Linked DNA regions of Mus musculus: all the other regions are linked to region 3. A link is a contact called in public HiChIP or PLAC-seq data. All regions are on one chromosome and are shown on one strand. The core of a region is the stretch at or near the end of the contact, and the rest is flanking DNA. Distances in the headings are between cores, read along the strand shown.

The links. HiChIP or PLAC-seq counts read pairs in DNA pulled down with a chosen protein or histone mark.
Region 1: a contact with region 3 is called in an H3K4me3 HiChIP or PLAC-seq map of bone marrow-derived macrophages, with 2.5 times the contacts expected there. The contact joins the enhancer-like site here to the promoter of Lrrc58 in region 3. A contact is called at or near these places in 3 of 39 promoter capture datasets (the HPC-7 cell line, cranial neural crest and hippocampal neurons), 28 of 484 Hi-C or Micro-C datasets (CD8 T cells, the G1E-ER4 cell line, LSK cells and 22 more), 14 of 115 datasets of contacts at active chromatin or transcription factors (CD8 T cells, astrocytes, bone marrow-derived macrophages and 11 more) and 3 of 9 other capture datasets (adipose tissue, liver and pancreatic islet).
Region 2: an H3K27ac HiChIP or PLAC-seq map of heart atrium shows a contact between it and region 3, with 7 read pairs. The contact joins the enhancer-like site here to the promoter of Lrrc58 in region 3. A contact is called at or near these places in 2 of 484 Hi-C or Micro-C datasets (adipose-derived mesenchymal stem cells and muscle stem cells), 5 of 115 datasets of contacts at active chromatin or transcription factors (bone marrow-derived macrophages, craniofacial prominence, embryonic stem cells and 1 more) and 3 of 9 other capture datasets (adipose tissue, liver and pancreatic islet).

What each region holds. Positions count from the first base shown.
Region 1 is chr16:38,108,172-38,112,350 of GRCm38.p6, forward strand. The region is part of intron 1 of Gsk3b (glycogen synthase kinase 3 beta); the gene reads left to right. Among named protein-coding and RNA genes, the nearest start is that of BC031361, 21 kb to the left of the region's middle. Within about 2 kb of position 2,635, at least 34 of the 459 cell types and tissues checked have an H3K27ac peak or open chromatin away from gene starts, as enhancers often do. A contact at or near this core is called in the G1E-ER4 cell line, the HPC-7 cell line, adipose-derived mesenchymal stem cells and 5 more, where this site is marked.
Region 2 is chr16:37,729,832-37,733,911 of GRCm38.p6, forward strand. No RefSeq gene overlaps it. Among named protein-coding and RNA genes, the nearest start is that of Gm46547, 16 kb to the left of the region's middle. Within about 2 kb of position 2,795, at least 81 of the 459 cell types and tissues checked have an H3K27ac peak or open chromatin away from gene starts, as enhancers often do. A contact at or near this core is called in adipose tissue, craniofacial prominence, heart atrium and 1 more, where this site is marked.
Region 3 is chr16:37,866,156-37,870,589 of GRCm38.p6, forward strand. It overlaps Lrrc58 (leucine rich repeat containing 58), which reads left to right and starts at 2,245. Exons shown (of 4, transcript NM_177093.3): 1 at 2,245-2,825. The coding sequence starts at 2,341.

The sequences.
Region 1 (4,179 bases), core at 1,385-3,884, 240 kb after region 3:
TTTCTCTTTTGGAGAAGTGTGTATGAAAATCTTTTGCCTTGAAAAATGTATTGAATTTGCTATTGAATTGCATGGGAACTGTGGAATAGTTTACCCTGATTTTTATTATGAGGGTATTTTACCTTGACTGTAGGTACATTTAAAAATTCACTTTCTGTGCTTTGCCTTTTCAATACCTTGATAGCGCCCTGTGATGCCCAGAAGTTAAATTTTGATTAAGTTGGATGTATCCAATATTTTCTTTTCTGCTTGTGCTTTTGTATAAAAATGCAATGCCAACTTCAAATGTTTGTTTTCCTGTAGTGCTGGCATTGAACCTAGGACCACCTGTATGCTCTGCAACTCAACTGCTAAGCTGTATCTCCAGCCCTCCTATTTAAAAAAAATTTTTTTTATGTATATGGAGTTTTGCCTGTCTGTATGCTTGTGCAGTACATGCATGCCTGGTAGGAACAGAAGAGAGGGGGTCGGTTCCCTGGAACTGGAGTTACAGATGGCCGTGAGCCACTATGTGGGTGCTGGGAACCAAACCCTGGTTCTGTGGAAGCACAGCCAGTGGTCTAAACTGCTGAGGCGTCTCCAGCTCCATCTATCTAGGTCGGTCTGGAGCTTGAGATTCCTCTGCCTCAGCATCTCGAGTGTATGCCACCATGTCTAACATCATGCTTGTTAAGTGAGAAATACATCATGATTTAATGTTTCCTGAACTATTTCAGGATGACAAGTTTGGATTATAAAATTTCCCTTTCAGATTTTAAGTTTTAAACTTAGAGTTCTGTTCTCTTATGAGGAAATCTTGAGTAGTAAATGACTATATTTGTACATAAATTATCTGATTACTGTTATTTTGAAATTATAAAAAATAATTAACAGTAATGTAAGAATCATGTGTAATTGATAATTTCTAAGGATATATAGGGAGATCGCTGTTTTAAAAATCATTTGAAAAGATCTTGTGGATTAAGCTATATATTTGATAAATATATAGTGTCGTGAATATCTAGAGGAACAACTTATAGAATGAATTTATAGATAAATATATAGATATATGTATGTGTATAAATATATACACCACATACATATATGTATATTTATACACACACATATATCTATATCTATCTATCTATGCCTTATTAGAGTGGATTACAGGGTGTGGTCCAGCTAGTCTAGTCTAACAATGGCTGTCTAAGAATCCACTTGTTTAGTCCATGAGGCTGGATATCTCAACTAGTCTTCAGTACACAGTGGAATCCTGAAGTAGGCTGTAATGCCAGTGAAAAATGGACTTGTGAGCCAGAGTGAGAGCAAGCAGGCAAAGAAAGCCACCTTGCATTTTCTGTGTACTTTGTATAAGCGGTAAGCGGGAGGTGTGGGCCAGATTAAGGTGGATTTTCCCACCTCAGAAGATTCAGGTTAAAAGTGGATCTTCCCATTTAATTCAGGGAAAAAAAAATCCTAACAAGTATACCCAGCCACTTGAGTTTCAGTTAATTCCAGATGTAGTCAAGGTGACAACAAGAATAACCTTCACATGTAGATAGGCTTTTTTTTTTTTTTTTTTTTTAAATCTTGCTGTCAATGTTTTTCTGAGACTTATAAGCCCTCGATGGGCTGAAACTCACTATGTAGACTTTGCTGGCCTTGAACTCCCAGAGATCCATCTGCTTCTGCCTGCTCTGTGCTGGGATATGTGTATGCTACCACACCAGGCTGTCAGTGTTTTCCAAGTCATATTTCAAATTTTTAAGATTTTATTTTTATGTATGTGAGTGTTTTACATACATATATGTATGTGTACCATGTGCATGCCTCGTACCTGTGTAGATTAGAAGGTGTCAGATCCTCTGGAACTGGAGTTATGGATGCTTGTGGTTTCTAGGGGTCAAACTCCGGTCCTCTGTAAGAGCGCCTACCTGCTGAGCCATCTCGTCAGCCCATTAAATGTATTCTTTAAAAAGTCATACAGTAGACAATGCGTGTTGATCATACCTATCCACCACCATCTCCCTGCAACTCACCTTAATGCCTCTCTGCCCTGCCTCCCTCCCCACTCCATGCTCTGCTTTTGTTGTTAATCCCAGAGTCCAGTTAGTGCCTCCCTGTGCATGTGGGCATGGCACACGCACTGGGTCATGAGCAAACTGCCGACGACCATGCAAGAGGAGAGTGACTGCACCTCTCGCTGTCCTTCAGTCGCCAACAGCTTCTCTGCTGATGTTGCTGTCAGCTTTTAGGGATACTTCCTCACTCCCATTTTGAATTCTGTTTTATAATTGTAAAATATCTACATAATTCCAAACCCCAACCTACATGTGTGAGGGAAAGGAAAATCTTACAGCCTTTCACTGAATCAATTAAGAATAGGCATATGTACACATACTCATCTTATCTTAGAAGAAAGCTCGGCTTACTGTTCATATCTTACATTTTTATTTTACTTGAAAAATGTTCAAGGTCATTCATGGTGGCACATGGCATACTTTCCTTTAAAATTTATTTTCCTTCCTTCCTCCCTTCCTTTCTTTTCTTCCTTCCTTCCAGCCATCCATCCGTGTGTGGGCACATGCTGTGCTGTAGTTTGAGTGTGAGGTCAACAGCTTCCTGAAGTCATTCTCTCCTCCCACGTGGCCGTGGAAGTGTGCAGTTAGTCATCAGGTCTGGTGGCAAATGCCTTTACCGTCCCTGCTGACCATCTTTTTGTATCTGTACTGACTCATGATTTTTTTTCAGCATATAGTTTAATACTTATTAATACTGGGGTTTTGTATAAATTCTAAATGTTGGAGTATTTTATTTTTGTTTTTATCATGAAGTTGTTTTATTTACCATACAGTCTCAGAACAGTAGAGGTGTACATAGTAAAATATGTACAGTTTAAAATATCCTGACTCTGGTTTGTGCAAGTCTCTCAATTTCTTGACTTTCATCTTTGAAGCTTGACGTAGTTAAGTTCAAGACATTTTCCTTTTCCTTTTTTTTTTTTTTTTTTTGATTTTCGAGACAGGGTTTCTCTGTATAGCCCTGGCTGTCCTGGAACTCACTCTGTAGACCAGGCTGGCCTTGAACTCAGAAATCCGCCTGCCTCTGCCTCCCAAGTGCTGGGATTAAAGGTGTTCAAGACATTTTCCTAACAGTTACACATTACAAAGTGATTTTTAAATAAAATACACTGTTCTATCATCTGTAACTCCATGGTTTCTTTCTATCTGTAGATATGTAGACAATGAGCCATTGTCCTTGGCTGAATTTTTTTTCATGTGACATCAGTAATATTAGTTTTTTGAAAACAATGAAGACTTTCAATAGTGATTTTGAGACTTTTTCTTGCCATTAATATTATATGTATTATATATACTCCCTACATTTTCTATACTTGTTTCAAAATCCATAAAATTACATATATATTACTACAGTCCTCTCTATTTTTCCTATAGATTTAAGCTTAATTTTCTAAATAAGTTGGCACAAATTTCATTTATTAATAGTAAAAGTAAATTTGATAAAGTGGGATCCTTTATACCATGAAAATTGAACATAAGTTTCTGAAAATAGAGAAAAGACTTTGCCTTTCTTCTCTGTCCCCTAGTGCCAAGGACAGCAGCTGACTCTACACCTTTCATTCTCTGTGTTTATGTTTGCCTTGAAAGTTAATGTTGGATCATAGACTTTTCTCCATGCTAGTGCTAACTTACTTTATTCTTAGATTTACTTAATTTTATGTGTATGAGTATTTATTTACCTACATATATGCATGTGTTCCATGTCCCTGTCTGGTCCCAAAGAGATCAGAATGGGATCCTCTGAAACTAGATTTACAGACAGTTGTTACCTGTCACCTGGGTGCTGGAAACTGAGTCCTAATCCTATGTAAGGCGGCCAGTCCTGCTCACCACCGGTGGGTGGCTCCTCAGCCCACTCTCAGCCTTTATTTAGGGAGGAGGGGCTTGAGACAGGGTTTCTCTGTGTAGCCCTCACTGTCCTGAAACTCACTCTATAGCCCAGGCTGGCTCTGGACTCACAGAGATCCACTGCCTCTGCCTCCTGAGTGCTGGGGTTAAAGGCTTGCACCACTATGCCCGGCTTCACTTTCATCTTTTAAATGAACAAGCTGTTGGAAATACTTTTCCTTGGACGTTTGTTTACCTTTTGCCTCTGGCATTGGCATGTTTAATTTGTTTT
Region 2 (4,080 bases), core at 1,545-4,044, 140 kb before region 3:
AAGTTAGGGGAAATGCCTGGTGGGTCAGCATCTGGGTACTGGTTTAGCTGCGGGGACAAAGCACAGGATCAGAACCTTATAAAGTGAGTCTGGGCTTATTGCCAAGACTGGCAAGGCTAGAAGAATGGGGTTGTGCTTCTCTGGTGTATAAATCGCCAGATGATAAGACCGCATTCTCTGAGCCAGCATATAGGAGATGGAACCAAGGGAGTTTATACATCCATAGCAGTAATAAATGGCACAGAGGCACAGATACTTAGAGCTGACAACCCAGGTTGATAATCCTTTTCTCGTTTATGTTCCAGGGAGTCCACCATACTCCTAAACACAGGTTCCTAAACTCAAGAGGATCGGCGGCAGAGAGAGAGAGAGAGAGAGAGAGAGAGAGAGAGAGAGAGAGCTGTCCCCGAGTTTCAGGGTCCAGTAAAGAAAGCCACAAGCGAAGAAGGCTTTGAGTGTGTGGTACTGTGGGGTTCACTGATCAGAAGGGTTCATTCTGTGGGCTCTGTTCTGTTTTGGGGACCCGGAGGGGGGTACAGGGACATAGAATCTGTAACTGACTCTGGAGAAAGGGAGACTTGAGAGATGTGTTGTTCTCATGAACCACTGATGAATAGGCGTGCTGTAAGCCCAGATGGAAAAGAGATGCCAAGAGTGTTAAGAAGCATTTGCGCCTGCCAGCCTTCCTTCCCTTTGCAGGGAGACACATGATATTTCCAGAGGGAACTTTCCAGTCTAATAAGGCTGCCTTTCCCAAACCCATGTGTCAGTCAAATGGATGATGTCTAAACCCGAACTCTCCCACACCTTGGTCTTCTAGTGCATGATTTATCGTTGGAAGGGAGTTCTGCTTTGGGAAAACGCCGCTTGGGTTTATAAGCACCCTGGGACTTGCAGAGTCTTACCTCACCTTCAGTCTCACCAATCCTTGCATTGCTAACACAAACCTACCCCATCAGCAAAGGACAGCACCTCCTAGCGATCCATGGCAGCCAAAGCCAAGAGTTCTTCAGTGTTACTCTTTATAATGGGTCTCGAGCAGTGCTCTGTTCTTATACCCACAGTGGGAGCCTGTGTCCTGCAAGCCATGGACTCTGGATGCAGCAGCCCTGAGTCTAGCAGTCTTGATCACCATCCCATTTGGAGCGACACATGGTGTGTCTTAGGGTTTCTATTGTTGTGATGTAACACTATGACCAAAAGCAACTTGTAGAGAAAAGGGTTTATTTCATCTTACAGCTTCTACTCCATCATCCAGGGAAGTCAGGACAGGAGCTTGGAGGAAGGAACTGAATCAGAAAAACAGAGAATGCTGCTTCCTGGCTTGCACTTCCTGGCTTGCACTTCCTGGCTTGCTCAGCCTGCTTCCTTATAAAATTCAGAACCATCACCAGCAGCAACCTGAGCCCCCCAATATAAGACATTTGCCTACAGGTCAGTCTTGTTGGGGGCGTTTCCTCAGTTGAGGCTCCTGCTTCCCAAATGACTCTTGCTTGTGTTGACATGAAACTAGCTAGCATAGTTTATATTGTAAGTATTCAAGAAAATAGTAGCATTCACTGGTTTTTATCGTTGTAAATGTTTGAATATCTCACAACTGGAAGACAGCAGTACAAAATCGTCTGAACAACCCTACACAAACACACAACTTTTCTTCCTTAGAGACAGTGAAACTGAGGCCAGTTGGGGGGAGACTTAGCCAAACAGAAACAGCAAATGGAGGCAGGGAATAAAGCGTATAGAAAGAGCAGAAACAGTGTAAGCAAATGGTAGTTAAAAAGAGGAAACAATGTAAGCAAATGATTGTTAAAAAGAGGAAACAATGTAAACAAATGATCGTTAAAAAGAGGAAGGGGGATTGGAGAGGCAGTTTAGCTGGCAAGCTGCGTCTCCTATAGCTTGTTTGTACCATACTTTTTGAAATAAATTTTATTTTCTTTTTGGTTGGGATGCTAGGATTGAAGCCAGGGCCTTTGGTGTGCTGAGCACACTCTTTGGTCAGTGAAGTACACACCCAGCACTGTCAAACCTATTAGCAAAGAGCTTTGCACTCGTATAAAGTGTCCTCTGTCGCTTTTCGTGGATGGAGATGTGAAGGGCGAGGACTGAGGTATCCTGGCCCCCCAAAACACCCAGTAAAACAGATTTCCCAGTCCTTTGTTTGCCCTCTGGCCCTTAATTCGCGAAAGCAGTTGCACTGTAATGATATTCTGGGATTGTCCCAGCTCATGAGAACAATTGACAGGAACCAAAGTATGAAACGAGAGAAGAAAGGAACTTTGGAGATTGCTAAAACCAAGCTCCTCAATTTCCCAATAATTCTAGGAACCAGCGCACAGTGCAGGGAGATGAAAAGGTTTTTGCAGACCACAAGGCTGTTCAGGGAAAGCCGAGGCCCAGCACAGATGTTTTGATTTCTAAGCAGCCCACTTCCCAAGAGTCTTCCAGGACAGAGATTTCTTTCTTTGGTTTCTTTCTTCATACTTTACTCAAAGTATGAATTCCAAATGGGTAAAATGTGACCCAAAGCACTGGTTTCTTTATTTTGGAATGTGTGTGTGTGTGTGTGTGTGTGTGTGTGTGTGTGTGTGTGTGTTTTAATTATTCTTTCGATCTGTTAACCGTAAGGAACTGAATTTAGTAAAGTACAGTGGAGCTTTCTATGCACTACTCTAAGTGCAGCTGAAACCAATTAGATGCTAATCAATTTTACTCCATCTGATGCAGAGTGGAAAAAATGTCCCAGAAGTCTCTCCACCCAAGATGTTCTTGGCAACGGGTCTCTTGCTGTAGCCCTCCCAGCTCTCTTAGTCATGTATACTCAGGAAGGAGAGCCAGCCAACTCCCTTCAGACCCCAGCAGAGAACAGAACCCAGACCAGCTTTCTCCCCTGAAATAAAAGTGCTTCTTCGGGAAGAGGGAAAGACTGCAGATTCAAGGCCTATACACATTACAGCTGTGAGAATATCAAGAATTACGGAAGCCCCAGCCCCATTCCACTCTCTGAGGCCACCACAGGATCTTTATTGCTGATCCTCTCATGTCTAGCTCCCCACCCCCCAGCTCTACCCCACTTCCAAGAGAAGCAAGGACCAAAGCAGACTTTCAAATCTGACGACTTATAGGGTTTGGATTGGGGTTCTGCTAGTTATTAAATGTGGTGCTAAACAACTTGTTTAACCACCGTAAGCCTCAATTTATTATAAAATGAAATAATAATAAAAAATCACCTTTAAATATTAAAGGATTTGAGAAACTTCCTGTATTAACTAATAACAATGAATAATGGTGACAACTTGCTTACAAAGTTGATTTCAGAATCTTCATGACAGATGAAACGTAAATACACAAGGTACTGTGTATGTTAATCATCTCTGTTTAATCATTCTACGAGATCTTTGTATTTAAAAATCTTACATTATATACCACATTATGTATTTATAGATAACACTTAAAGTGAATCTGATACATACGGTTAATCAATAGATGATTACATTGTCTCAGTGTTACTCCTTTTAACCACTCACCTATACTGGATGTTCAAGGCACTTCATTCATTTTCCTCTTATCCTGGTTCAAATATGTTACTCTGTGTGTGTGTGTCTGTCTGTCTGTCTATGTCTATCTGTGTCTCTGTCTCTCTGTCTATTCTACAACATGTGTATTAGGGAACCATGAGTCTTCCTGTCTGTTTCCTATGTACAGAATAAGGAACTTATCAGAATTTGATTTATAGAGTAACAGTCAGCTGACACTGAATATAAATTGAACTAAAACTCAAGACAGACTCTGGGGCATCCACAGTTCACTAATTTGCATCACCAGTGTGTCTGTATATATTTTTGAAACAGTCGCTAAGGAGTATACACCTCACAAATGCCTGCGACATCTTTCCACATTCTTAATCCTCATATGGACACAGAGATGAGTGAGCTGTGAGCCACCACCCCTAATCTGTTGCCAGGGAATTGGAAAGAGACAGGTATACCAATTGCTGGCCATCTTGGAGTGTTGAAGTGATTGAAGCAAGTGGTTAGGGTAAGACAGTCCCTTGTTAGAAGCCTAAGCCAGACTGGAACT
Region 3 (4,434 bases), core at 995-3,494:
CCCAGCACTAGGGAGGCAGAGGCAGGCGGATTTCTAAGTTCAAAGCCAGCCTGGTCTACAGAGTGAGTTCCAGGACAGCCAGGGCTACACAGAGAAACCCTGTCTCCAAAAACCACACATTAAAAAAAATTTAATTATAAACAAATCGTGCCTGCAGTGAATGGTAGGGAGTTGAATATAAGGGCATGCACTAAAAAATGAAAATGAAGAGCTTTTCTTTACATGGGAGCCCATTCTGGTTGAGGAGATACACTGTTTACGTTGATATTGATCGTTTTCTTGTTATAGCTTCAAAAATAATACCATGTTCAACTTTTACAAGACAGTTTCTGTTCGACGATCTGCTTCCATCTAGCCTAAATTCAACAAACAGATATCGATAGCACAAATCTTTATTAAAATAGGTCATACTACAGCTCTTCAAGCAGTAGACTCTAAATTTTGTCAGTTTGCCCATTTCTTTGCTACAGCTCCATTTTCTACCCTCTTTCCTTCACTGTTTATTTAAAAAGGAGTTTCTGCCCCACTTAGGACTTTCTGCATAGCTTCAGATTCTATTATTGAGATCATCTTTCCCCTACTACCTGATGTTTACACAGGCTAGCTCTTTTTCTCAATCATGTTTTGTTTTTTTCCCTCGTTTGACATTGCTACTGCTTGTTGTTTTACCAAGAGTACACATTTTTAAAGCATTAAGTATTCTTGATCACAGTAGGGCTTCTTCTAGAATATTAGGTTGATCTGAAATAAGGTCCATTTTAAAAAAGGAACTTCCAAATCAGATGTCTTCAAGACACTTGCAGATTTTATTTTATTTTTTAGACATGGTTTCTTTTTTTTTGTTACCCTGACAGTCCTAAAACTATGTAGATCAGGCTGGTACTCACAGAGACACTCCCACCTCTGCCTCCTGAATGTTGGGATTAAAAGCAGGTACTACTATGTCTGGCACATATTTTTTAAATTCCACTCATAGATTGTTTAAACTAACAAACATGACAACTCAATCATAAAGCTTAGCTGTGAAGTAGCATGAAGTCTCTCATCTGCACAACTGAGTAGATGAGGTTATGATTTTTAGGAAAAAAAGCAATTTAATCCCACTGGTTATCACATAACCTTTTAACTTTCTTGTATTTAAGCTCGGTAAGAAACTAAGCTTTTCTCTTATTTCCACTAATGACTTTAAAATTACAAAACGAAATCTCAGAAAAGATTGACATTGAAATGGGATCAGGATGAAAATAAATCTACTGGAATTAGTGAATTAGAGCTAGAGTCAAGACTTTCCCAGTTAAATTCTATCTAGTTCTCACTTGCAGAGTGCTTTGAACGCTTTCTCCATCTGAGCTCAGTGTAAGCTAGATCTAATAAAGGGGGCTCCTATATCCAACTCCCAAGCGCATTCCCATGCCCAAGGGACCAAAGCCCACAGGAGTGATTCTGTGATTGACGTGGACAAAGTTCTTATTGGACACACAATACTTTTACAATGGTGCTTTTTGTTGTTGTTTTGGGGTTTGTTTTTTTTCCAAACAAGGTTTCACTGTATAGCTGTGGCTGTCTTGGCTCGCTCGCGTTAGACAATGCTTTAAGAAACAACAGGCAATCAGGGAAGGGAAGGTCTTCAAGCATGCTTTCCAGCTGGGGCGACAGCCATCTCCGACTTTGGCTTTAGCTTCGAAGAGGCCTTTGTTCTTCACCGTGTAGCCCTGGCTAGCCTGGGCTATGTAGGTCAGGCGGGCCTCAGACTCAGTACGGCTGCCTCTGCATTTCAGAGCGGGGACGAGAGGCGTGGGGCCACCAAGCACGTTCTCCTGAAGACATTAAATTCTCAGGCTACGTCCCCGTCATGGCTACTCTCTCTGGATCCCGCAAAAATGGGGGGGCCCCGGCCTCAAGTGAGAACAAAGGAGGCGGCGCCCCGTGACGCGCAGGCCCCCGGGCGGGATCAACAGCCCCGGAGCTGTTTACTCTGGCGGCCAAGGCCACCACCGGGTGCCACACTATAAAGGGCGAGCTGCCCGCTCCGGGGAGCCTCAGGCCTCCGGCTCGCCCACCGAGCCCCGCGACGCCCGGGCGAGCACAGCTCCCTCACACGGTTCCCGGGAGCGCCAGGCCTCGGCTCCTGCGCAGCGGACGCCGCGCCGTGCGCCACGTGAGGCGGAGCCCGGCCCCCGGAGCGGCGCGCGCACCCGGCGCCGACCATCGCGTGACTCGGAGGGCGCGCGGGGGTGAGCGCCCGGGCCGTACCGGGCCGCGCCGCGCCACTTCCGACGCGGCGCTCGCTTTAGGTTCCGGGGCGCGCCGCCTCGGCTCGCGGGCCCGGGATCCGGCGGGATGGAGGAGGCCGCGCTCGGGGAGGCCGAACTCAACTGGTCCCGCCTCAGCGTGTCGGCCGAGGCGTTGGAGTCGGAGCTGGAGGCGCGCGCCGAGGAGCGGCGCGGCGCGCGCGAGGCTCTCCTGCGGCTGCTGCTGCCCTACAACCGCCTGACGTCGCTGCCGCGGGCGTTGGGCGGCGGCTTCCCGCACCTCCAGCTCCTGGACGTGAGCGGCAACTCGCTCACGGCGCTGGGGCCCGAGCTGCTGACGCTGAGCGGCCTGCGCACGCTGCTGGCCAGGAACAACCGGCTCGGCGGCCCGGGCTCGCTGCCCAAGGGCCTGGCCCAGTCGCCGCTCTGCCGCAGCCTCCAAGTGCTCAACCTCAGCGGCAACTGCTTCCAGGAGCTGCCCGCCTCGCTGCTGGAGCTGCGCGCCCTTCAGACCCTCAGCCTGGGCGGCAACCAGCTGCAGAGCATCCCCGCCGAGATCGAGAACTTGCGGAGGTGAGCGGCGGCGAGTCCCGGGGGTGGGGAGCGGGGCGGTGGCCCGAGCTCCGTGGCACCGGGTTGGAGGGGGAGGGGGACTAGGCGAGCCATTGTCACCCGTAGCGTCTGACCAAGGGTGGGTGGGTGGGTGGTAGCCTTTGGGTTGTGTTTGGCCTGCCGCAGGTCTTCGACGCCCCCCGCGCCCCCCAATGAACTCTGGAATTCATTGTGGAGACCATGCTAACCTCAAGCTCACAGAGCTCCGCCTGCCTCTACCTCCCAAATCTGGGGCTAAAAGACATGCGCCACTAAGCCGGACTTCGCCTTCTTTCTTGAGTCTAGACAGGGAGTCAAAAGGGCTCCCGTTAACAGAGGTTGGCGATTTCTTACTGGTTAAGTCTTCCGAGACTTTCCATGCGTTTGCATCAAAGTGGCATTTAACGTGGCGTAGGAGGTGCTGACCTACTTCCTTGGTTTTTATTTCCAGTTCCCCTCTTTTCCCGATACCCAAAGTACCATTTGTGGAGTCAGTGAGCCTTGCACACACACACACACCCAGAAAGGCAGCTTCACTAAATTGTGGGGTTGGGGTTGGGTACAAAAAAAAAAAACAAAAAAACCCAAAAACAACAACAACAAAAAAAAACCACGCTGCGCTTCCTTTGACCCTGAGGAACTATTCACATTTCAAAATTTTATCTTAGGAGTCTTTTCTGTAATTCTAAAAAAAAAAAAAAAAAAAAAAAAAAAAAAAAAAAAAACTGTTCCCAGGACAATTAGAGCCAAATTACTTCCTCTGTGTGTCACACATCATACCATTGTATCTGTGTTACTGTATGTTACTGAATGTGATTCCTTCTTTACAGGAACTGTCTGTCCTATCTCCTAGTGGCTTAGTCAGTAGTGTACTGGAGTGAGGAGGTGCAGAGAGGATAATAGAAGTGCTCTAATGTGCCCTGCAGGGGAGTCAAAGCAAAACAAGAAAGCATCTTCCACTTGTTAAATATTTTTCCTCTCTTTTAATTGGTTAGCCAAGATAAAAGAATGTGGAGCCAGAAAGAACCTTCGAGTTAACAGGGAAAACATTGACCCAGGAATAAGACTTTTTCTTCACATCTCACCCTTCTGCTGGTCACTTAGCACTTCCTGTTTGCCAAATGAGGCATCTGGACACAGTGTCCCTTAATTTGCTCCTCGATAGATGTTTACACAGTACTTGATGTGTCCCAACATTTTCCTAAGTTCTGGGGCTAATCCCCTGAGATAGAATGACAGGGATTTGACCTATTTTGGTTCTTGAGTAAGTGCCGTTTGAGTCAGCCTTCTGAAGGAAGTAACAGTGAAGATTTGAGTGTGAGCCATTGGACCAATCCAGGTAAAAAGAAGAGTGTGTGTGAAAGTCCAGGAGCAAGGAAAAGAACTGCTGAAAGATGATCATTGCAAAGAACCGGGGACACTCAGAGGGTGTCACATCTTGAAGACTTCCATAGAGTGTGGGTTGTATTCTGAGTGCACATGTTTGTTCCTGTGGAGTGGCAAGGGGCTGAATGAAGGAGAAGGGATTTGGGGGCTGGTTAGGAGGCCATTGTGGTAGACACCGGTAACCTACAACAGGAGTACTAGGGAA